2 separate regions of the Sus scrofa genome follow, and region 2 is linked to region 1. A link is a contact called in public promoter capture Hi-C data. All regions are on one chromosome and are shown on one strand. The core of a region is the stretch at or near the end of the contact, and the rest is flanking DNA. Distances in the headings are between cores, read along the strand shown.

Region 1 (5,026 bases), core at 2,185-4,684:
CCTGACGTCACTCGGTCCCAGCCTACCTCTGCAAGTTCACCTCCCTCATGCACACTATAGAATCACACCAGCCTTCTAACAGTTTGAGAATAAACCAATGTTGTTGTTGCCTTGGGGACCCTGCACTGGAGCATCCCTCTGTCTGGACTACTCACACCTTAGTTCTGTGTAGATGGGATCATCCTCATTACTCAGCGCTCTGCTCCAAAGTCCACTTTTCAGAGAGGCCTTTCTGACCATTCTGGTTACAGCAGGGCTCCCAACCACTCACTGTGGAGCACATCACCCTGTTTTATCTTCCTCACAGCACTTACAACTACCTTAAAATCTTATTTTTTAAATCTATTGTCTATCTCCCCCCACACATGAGGAACTTGTTCCCTGTTCCCTGTTCGACCCGATGCCAAAATAGTTCCCAGCACAATGTAGATGAAAAAAGTTACATGTTGAATCAATGACCTCTTGTGACCTTGGTCCAAATTTCTTTGTCTCTGAACAAATGTTCAGGCTTAATAAACAGAGTGTCTTATGTCTTTATTCCGTTATACTATGCCTCTTTAAACAAAGCATACAAACAAAAAGCATTTTATTAACTTCTGAACTCACATCTCCTCTTTTTTGTCTTTAAAATATCATGGCAAGGATGGTTAAGTATTCCATAAATATCACAGACACAGAATGAAAAAAATCAAACAAACCAAACACCAATGTTTATTTTATGCCCCAAATTAAGAGAAGTCATTTCCAAATCTTAAGCTAGAGATATATGTTCATGCCATTTTACCTTCAATAAGAAAATATCTACTTTATAGGTAAAACTGTTAGGGATTAAAGTTTTTAAAATGTTATTTCTTCTGATTAATATTGTCATTTCCTATTTATTTGGAAATAAAGAGACTAAATCTGATTCTATGTTACAAGTACTTAGTTGCTGATAATACAACCTACACAAACATTGTTTTCAGAATAGTTCATTCATTCCATATTCATATGCATCTGGAGTATACTGCCTAAAATGTGGTTAATGCATAAGGAGGCTAAATGAATGAATGGACAGCTCTGAACACAATATGTTGGGAAGAGAGACAAACAACAATTCTATTAGTGCCACAACCAGTGTATGCAAAGTACATGTGAGAAGAGGCAAAACTACATCTAAAACGGAGGGGTCTGGAAGTGTCTGAGTGGAGCTAGAAGACCTGGGATGAGTATTGAGATAAATAGACAAGAGAAGAAGGGAGCTCCAGACAAAGACATGTTCAATGTAAAGGCACCCCAGTTTGAACAAGTAGGCAACATATCAGAACCATGAGAGCAAAATGTGGGCAAGGCTGATGAGGCTGAAAATGGGGGCAAGATACAGATAAGAGAGTGCCCTGTATTCTACACTAAGGCATTCAGATTTTGTCCTATAAGGGGACCTAGACATACCTAGAGGGATTTGTATATGTAGCCCCAAGGTGATGAGATGTCTCGAGAGAAGTTTTTTATTTCCAATTTAATAAAAATCCAAAGAGAAAAAAAGTTTTTTTGAACAAAAGGATATTCTGGATCACCTGGATGGCACCTTTTAATTGATTACTGTCACAAGATTTCATTTTACACGTTTGTGTTCAGGACTGCACTGGCAAACAAGTGGTACCATTTGTCACTGGTGCAGGATAATGAGACATGGAGACTGTCAGGTGAAGAGCAAATGAAATCATGACATATGGATCAAAGGAAAGTTTTACAGGCTTAAATAAAGGGGTGAAGTCATTGTGTAATCTCTCAACACAAGGACAATATAAACGGGCTTTTCGGTAAGGAATTTATGCCCCAAAGTACAGTGAAGATTGTTTTAGAGCATTATAGGTCCAGCAAAAACAGTCTCATTGGTAACAATGAACAAGCAATCATCAGAATTTATGTGTATTATAGTTTTGCTTCATTTAACATATAATTGAGCATTATAGCTGTACAAAAGATACAACATAAGGAGTTTATATACAGTTTCATATTTGCATATATTTAACATACTGATCATATTTTAAGTTAATCCTGGGTATCTACGTGGGTTTGAGAAATTCTGCTCTGGGTGATTGGGAGCCACGTAAAAGCTTTAATAGGGAAATGACAGATTTGTGCTTTAGAAAAATCGTTCTGGCAGCAGAGTGGAGGGCTGGAATTGAAAGTATTTAAGTAAGGCAGAAAGGAGGCTATTTAACATAATAATGTGATAAAATGGTGAGGCCCTAAATTATGCTGGGGTATGAAGAGGAGACAGATATCAAAATCAAAAGTACTTGGTTGAGGATGAGGGAAAAGATGGCTGTCCCTTGGGTGACTTGGGGCTTGGAAGGTGAGATAAAGACCACTGGAAGACAAATAAGTGGGGGTGAAGGGGAAGATGAAAAAAGATTATGAGTTCAATTCAGCAATGATTTGAATTTCATTTCAGCCAAAGAAAATCCCGTTATCTTTTCTGGGTCCCAGTTTTCTCAGCGACAGCTGCATTCATGAATTAGCAAATTAACTATTATAGCGCTCTCTAAAAATATACAAAGCACTCCACAGTATGCTGTAAATAAGATATGAAAAATCAGCAAAAGCCTAGGCCCTAAAGGAAATTCAGCAGGGTTAAAAAGAGATATGACAAATTTTTCCTAAACACTTAACCCAACACACTCACCCAGGGTTGTACTTTTTGCTCTGTCAGATGGAGTTGCTGCCTTGCCTACCTCTGAACAAGAGGCCACGTGGGAAATGCAAAGACACCACCCTCAAGGGACTCACAAGCAGAGCAATAGGACAAGTCTGGTGCAAGATTGCTGAAAATGCAGTGTAGTGGGAACTCTGACCTACAGGCAGGGATAGTCACAAAGTCATCTTTTACTTAAGAGCAATCAAACTGGAATGCCTCGGGCAGTTCAATAATAATGTAAATATGTGATATTTCATTCCCGATAAGGAGGGAGTAAAATGTGAAAGGAAAATGCAGCAATTATTGCAAAACCTGCCCGCGTCTCTGAGGGCCACAGCAGGGCAGACCTCTGGTAAAGGGTAATTCAACTCCAGTTTGGCGGGAATGCCAGCATCTTCACCACTAACTCATAACACAAAAGCAGTGTTTACTGATCCCAAATGTTTAACTATACATCTCATCCAAAACGTTCACAGTACACTGAAGGGAAAGCCGAGGGCGTACCTTTCTTTAGCACATGATGCTGCCTCGGGGGGAAGGGATCGCACACGACACAATGCCCCTCTCGGCGTCCCGCCAGAGCCTCCCAAAGCAAGAGTCCAGGGGTTCAGAGGCTTGGGGGTACCGGGCGGCAAGAAACGAACCCCTGGGCGAAGGGCGTATTCTAAGAAACCGAGACCAGGAGGCGGCAGTACAGAGCCACCAGGCCCTCCCCCGGCGCCGCGTGCAGACCCGGAAAAGCGCGCCAGGCCTACAGCGCAGACTCAGCCCAGCCCCAGGAGGAGGGGCGGGGCGGGGCTGTGGTGGGTTGAAGGCGGGGCCAGGGCAAGGGCTCGCTGCCCGCTGCCTGATGGGGATTGTAGTTCTGGGAACAGGCCAGGCTCCCTCAGCGTGTACTGGGAACTACATTTCCCGGTGAGGGAACGGCTCCATCCGACCGCGCGTTACGCAGGCGTCGCGCTGTCGGCAGCCGGGTCCCGAGCCCTAGAGCGTTGGAGGGGCCGACGGAGAAGGGAGTTGCTTTTCCTTCCCACTTCTCCACTCACGGGCAGCACCGGCTCTGCCTCCCCTCGCCCCACCGCCCTGCGCCCACTGCCAGGCTCCCGGTGTCACCTTTTCCTGGGCCCCTCAGGGAGTTGGGGCCTGGAGGTTCGGCGGTAGGGGCCCTTGCTCTGCGCGGGAGTGAGGGGCGCGCCCCTCTTGGGCCCGGACAACTCCGCGATTGGCCCGCGCCTCCATGGGGCCAAGTCAGAAGCCCAACGTGTGCTGCCGGCTAAGTCGCCGGGCGCTGGGCTTCTTCTCGCGCGACGCGGGCGTGGTGCAGAGGACCAACCTGGGCATCCTGCGGGCGCTGGTGTGCCAGGTGACCACCCGCCACCGGGAGCCGGACCTGGGGCAGCGGGGCGACGGGGCGACGGGGAGGTCAAGCCTTCTTGCTGGGGTGCAGTTTTTCTGCAGGACAGCCCGTTTTTAAGATCTCACATGATGGTCAGGGTGATCCAGGCCTTGAAGCGGGGGGATTAGTAAATAACCATTAAAACGGAACCGCCGCATGCTTTTAGTTTTAACCTTCGTATATCTTCTTAGAAACAGTTTTTCTAAAATCGATCACTCCACTTAAGCCAAAACGCGAGGGCAGATTGAGGAAGCATTGAACATAATGTTTTCTAAAAAGTACATGAAATTACTTTGCAAACTGTCAATTTAACCATCCAACTTAAAATTGGTGCAGAGTGGAAGCTTATGAGTTATTTCCTAAACTGAAGTTCCTTGTGTCTTTCAGGAAAGTACTAAATTTAAGAATGTTTGGACGACTCATTCCAAGTCACCTATAGCCTATGAGAGAGGAAGAATATATTTTGATAATTATCGATGCTGTGTCAGCAGGTATCTGGTGAAAATTTTTGTTGTAATTCATTTGACTGTTGATCTGAACTCTAATATTTATGGAAACACTTATGCCTACATTAGTGCTTGTGAAATAAGAGAATGGAAAAATGGGTCCAAAAATAAGAGTAGGGGATAAAATGTGTGTAACTTAAAAATCTTGTTAAACCTAAAGCTTGAGGTTTCATTTTCATTTTATTGGTATTCGCTATAATACCAATTTATAGCGAATTCATGTTGCAGGCAAAATGATAGCTTGCTGGGTACAATGTAGTATTTTATGCTGCTTAAAAGATAGAGTCAAGAGATACAGGTATCTAATAATTAGATGCTTATTTATTTATTTACTTATTTATTGTCTTTTTGCCATTTCTTGGGCTGCTCCTGTGGCATATGGAGGTTCCAAGGCTAGAGGTCTAATCAGAGCTGTAGGTGCCGGCTGACAGCAGAGCCACA
Region 2 (4,699 bases), core at 1,716-4,215, 460 kb after region 1:
TCCTTAAGGAACAACACAAAACAATAGTAAAAAAGTTTAAACAGAGGAATAATGGTCATTTACCCTATGATTTGCACTATGAACTAAACAAATGAGTTAACTAGCTACTGTTATTTATCTGTAGAGAGGTATATATTTTGAAATAAAGACACATTAAATAACTTCATTTTTCTTTTGGATCTCAGATTTTCTATATCTACTTTTTAATAACCTTTTCTTTAATACCATGTTTTTAAAAAAAATCCCTTTTGAAGATTTCAAGAAAGGATGGCAAAATCGACTAGTCCATATGCACCTGAACCTGTACCAAACTTATGGTTGCTTGTTCATTCCTAATAGTGTAATATGACCTTTTCTTATTGAGAAAAATGCCTTTTTTCAGATTTCATATTCTAGAATGAATGTTATCATACCGCCTAATATTAATATAGAATTTTACAGTTTACAAACCTCTTTCCTAAATATTGTTCCATTTGATTTTTCACAAGAACTGAATGTAATGACTGGGAAGGTATTATCTCCACTTAATAGATGAAACAAGGTCATACAATCATGAAAAAGTAGAACTGAGACTAGTAGGGCATTGAACTTTCCATACTACTATGCTGCCTCTTTCATATACATTAGGACATCATTTTCCTTTTGTAGAAATTTTACTCTACCGTGGTAACATTCGCTTCCTAAATCCCCTTTGTTTATTTTATTATTATTATTTTTTGGCTGCTCCTATAGCATGCAAAACTTCCCTGGCCAGAGACTGAACCCATGCCATAGCAGCGATCTGAGCCACAGCAGTGTCAATGCCAGGTCCTTAACTCATGGAGCCACCAGGGAATTCCTAAATCCCCCTTCAGAATAAGGTAACATAAATTATAAAAGAGGGGGAAAAACCCTACAAAAGTATTTTTTTCTTTTTGGTAATTTTACTATTAAATAAATAGTAAAATATGCTATTTCTGAAAGAAGTCTTTTTTTTGGTGGGGGGGCCATACTTGTAGCATATGGAGGTTCCAGGCTAGGAGTCGAATCAGAGCTGCAACTGCCAGCCTACACCACAGCCACAGCAACATGGAATCTGAGCTGCATCTGTGACTATACCACAGCTCATGGCAAAGCCAGATTGTTGACCCACTGAACGAGGCCAGGGAGTGAACCTGCATCCTCTAGGATACTAGCTGGGTTTGTTACCACTGAACCACACAGGAACTCCAAGAAGTCATTCTTTTATCTTTCAGGTAAACTAGCTAAAATGTATTATGTGACATTTTTAATAAAAAAGTGTGGACAGTTCTAAGACTAGGATGATTTAAAACTGTAGCTTCAGTTCTGCAAACAGATCATACTAAATGTTAGTCACACAATATAAAGGTTCATAATATTTCTTATTCATATTCATCTCATTTCTTATTCATATTATCATCTATTGTTTCATCACATTTCTTCCCTACAACTAACCATAGTCACATAAAGTCATAAAATCTGTTTCAGATTTGCTGCAGTTAAGACAAATCCCTCCATTTTTGTTTGTTTGTTTGCTTTTTAGGGCCACACCCATGGCATTTGGAAGTTCCAAGGCTAGGGGTCACATTGGAGCTACAGCTGCCAGACCAAGCCACAGCAACATGGGAGTGGAGCCACATCTGCCACCTACACCACAGCTCAGGGCAATGCCGGATCCTTGGCCCACTGAGGGAGGCCAGAGATCAATCCTGAGTCCTCATGGATCCTCATCGGGTTCCTTTCATAATGAGAGCTCACCTCTTGATTTCTTATTTTAAGGATCATAAATGCTTGTCAGCTATTGACTTATCTACAAATAAGTTTTGGAAAAAATGAAGCTTGCCATTTTTGAAATGTGTTTATATAAAAAATTGTTCTCCTTTTTGATCCATAATGTCATTAGCGACACTGATTTCAGTTTTCTTAACATTAAGGTTTAAAGGAAAAGGATCTGTGCATTCTCAGTATCTTTTCTGATCTTTATCTTCAGGAGGGCTGGCTCCATGTAGTCAAATGCTGAGCTGAGCATCCTGAGAGCTGGGCTCTGGTGCAAGCTGTATATTGAGTGTGAATTTGGGTAGTTTCTCTTTTCTGGGCTTTAGTTTCCTCATCATTAAAATGAGGGAGTGCATTAGTTCTAGATTATCATCCCAAGGGTCCACTTTAGTTATAGTATATCATTATAAAACCTATTAACCAATATTCTTGAGACAAGGCATTTTGTACACAGACAACATTGTGGGAGTATTTTTGGATACCTAAACAGTGTTTTATTCCCTGGGTCAAATATTTTCAGCAGTTACTAAATACTAACGAATCGTATGGTCCAAATCAGGCAGCATCCTGTGATGTGGTTTAGGCCACGAGGACTCGAAACATGGAGAACCAGAACAGGTAACCTGAGATATTATTAGGTAGCAATTTCGGTGCACTAAACTGTTGCCTAATAATCTTAAAAAGTGAAAGACAAGTACCTAAATATCACCCTGTGTACATACTGTTAAAAGAACATGAGAGAAAAGAAAAACGATGTTAAATAAGTATTTCTGGCAAAAACAGGAATACACAAAACAACTGAAAATTTCTCCCACAAGTAAAACTCAATCCCTATATTTTACCTGTAAAACTAGGGCTCAGGTGCTGTGATCTACTGTCCAGGCCAAAGGGAAAGTTTTTCTACCAGTCTCCAAAACATCATTAGGGAGGAACAGAAAACAGCCATAAGGTATGTATATTACTCAAATCAACACCAAAGAAACTCCTCGAGCCGCGAGCGCCTCAGCAGAGAACGTCCCTTTGCAGCCCCCGCCCCCAATTCAGGCCTGCAAATGGGCTGGTGGAGCTCGCGGTGGCTAGGCAACCGTCGGAGCCTCCCCGGCGGCGTTAGCCCCGCCTCTCGAGGGGCTTCCGCCCTGCCGCGCCTCAAACGTCCTCCTCTCATTGGCCAGCGACCTGCCAAGGGTGGGCGGGGGAAATGCGTCAGTAAGTGCGCTCACTTCCGGCCAGGGAGCGCGCGGGTTGATTCGTCCTACCTCGGCCGCGGGTGCTCGCAGCTCGGAAATGGCGGGTAAGTTCCCGGGAAAAGTTTACCAAGGGGAGGGGGAGGGCAGGTTTGGGAAAGAACGCCGAGACGGTGGTGACAGTGCCCGCCTGGAACTTTCGGGCTCTAGCCTGGGTTCTAGAAGGCCTGTTTTAGCCTTGAAGCGCGGAACTCTTAGCCTAGCTCCTTGTCTCCGAGGTTCGTGCCCCCGCCCCCAACGGCTCTGGGTTTTGCGCCTTCTGGGGGGAATTCGGCGCCTGCGGGGGCCAAAAAGGCCTGGAGGAAGCGTCGCGATTGAGCTTGTAAGGTGCCAGATGCCTGGAGGCCTGTTTTTCTTCTTGTTCCCCTTGCCCATTGCTGCCTCTGCTACTGGTCTGGTTCTGTTCCCGCCAGCTGACTTTAATGCTCAGACCCTCTTTTTCCAGTTCTCCCTCCACCTTCCGCTACAGTCAGCTTCTGTGCTACTGCATTGCTGCCTTGCCCTGACTTGAGGCTCTCATTTGAATCTTGATTGTCTCGTTATGGTCTCCTTAATCTCTCACACCTTAGTATTCCTAGGATCTATTTAGATTTCCTTTGAGAAAGGTGATTCTCGCATTCTTCCTTCATCTAAACTTCTCTTTTAGGGTGCGCCTGTTATGATTCTCTTGTGTTTATTCTATAAATTAATAATTCCGTTATTTTTTACGTGTATTAAGACTGTTTTGATGTATTTGCTTTTTCCCCCCAGTTACATATCTTTTCAAGTTAGTTTTTACCCCGTGCCTTCATAGTAGTCTCAGTACACTTTCATGGATGTGCTGGATTGACAGGCATGATGAGCTCTGCAGAAGTTTAAGGAAGGGCTCTTCTACCAGATAGAGACTGTAGGATTTGGGGATATACTGGTGCAGTAACAGAGTTGGGGGGATGTGTATTGCACAGGGTATACCTATTATAAGAATTATGCCTAAATTTGAATCTCAGCCCCGCCATTTGGTAATTGGGTGCCCTTTAAGCAACCGGATCTCTTTCTAAAAGCCTGAGCTTTTGAGTATGAAATGGGGCTGATATAGTAGCTACTTGTCTTATAGAATTATGAGGATTAAACTAATATTTATGACTGGGGTCGGAGAAGAAAACTAATGTGTTGTAGTTCACAGATCTAGTAAGTAAATGGTGGAGCCTGGTTTGAATCAAACAATTGACTCCAAACCGTTTATCTATTTTGCTTCAGGTGTTGCCCATGTTCTGGGTATGTGCTTTTATTCAATTACTGAGGTTTATGGTGTGTCATTGTACCCCATTTTTTTATTTCTGCTCATCACCTTTTTTTCCTGAATTTTCCCTAATTTTTGTGATCATTCAGGTGATTTACTGTCATTGTTGCTTGAAAGTTTCTCTTGATGATGATTTATTCCATTGTTAATTGTTATTACGTTGATGGGTAGCCACGTGAAGTGAGATCATTTAGGTACTCCAGTAGTCTGTGACTTTGTGCACATAGTTTAAAAAAAAAACTTTGTTAATACATTTAAAATTTTCTTTCCTAACCCTGTCCCCATTCCTTCTCTTTTATCCTAGAAATAACAGTGGTTACCAGTTTCTTGTGTATCCTTCCTGAGATCATCTGTCTATGCATTATTAGTTGTTGATTTTGTAATAGTTGATCTGGAAGTA

The links. Promoter capture Hi-C pulls out the DNA fragments that hold promoters and counts their contacts.
Region 2: a promoter capture Hi-C map of fetal liver shows a contact between it and region 1, with 2.0 times the contacts expected there. The contact joins the promoter of HAT1 here to the promoter of METTL8 in region 1. A contact is called at or near these places in 1 of 5 promoter capture datasets (fetal liver) and 1 of 47 Hi-C or Micro-C datasets (heart right ventricle).

Annotation. Positions count from the first base shown.
Region 1 is chr15:77,561,058-77,566,083 of Sscrofa11.1, forward strand. METTL8 (methyltransferase-like protein 8) reads right to left here and starts at 3,435. Exons shown (of 12, transcript XM_001925591.5): 1 at 3,188-3,435. It overlaps DCAF17 (DDB1- and CUL4-associated factor 17), which reads left to right and starts at 3,572. Exons shown (of 12, transcript XM_021076469.1): 1 at 3,572-4,046; 2 at 4,467-4,570. The coding sequence starts at 3,921.
Region 2 is chr15:78,019,182-78,023,880 of Sscrofa11.1, forward strand. It overlaps HAT1 (histone acetyltransferase type B catalytic subunit), which reads left to right and starts at 2,966. Exons shown (of 12, transcript XM_003483674.4): 1 at 2,966-3,067. The coding sequence starts at 3,061. It overlaps SLC25A12 (calcium-binding mitochondrial carrier protein Aralar1), which reads right to left and starts at 2,749. Exons shown (of 18, transcript XM_021075518.1): 1 at 2,619-2,749.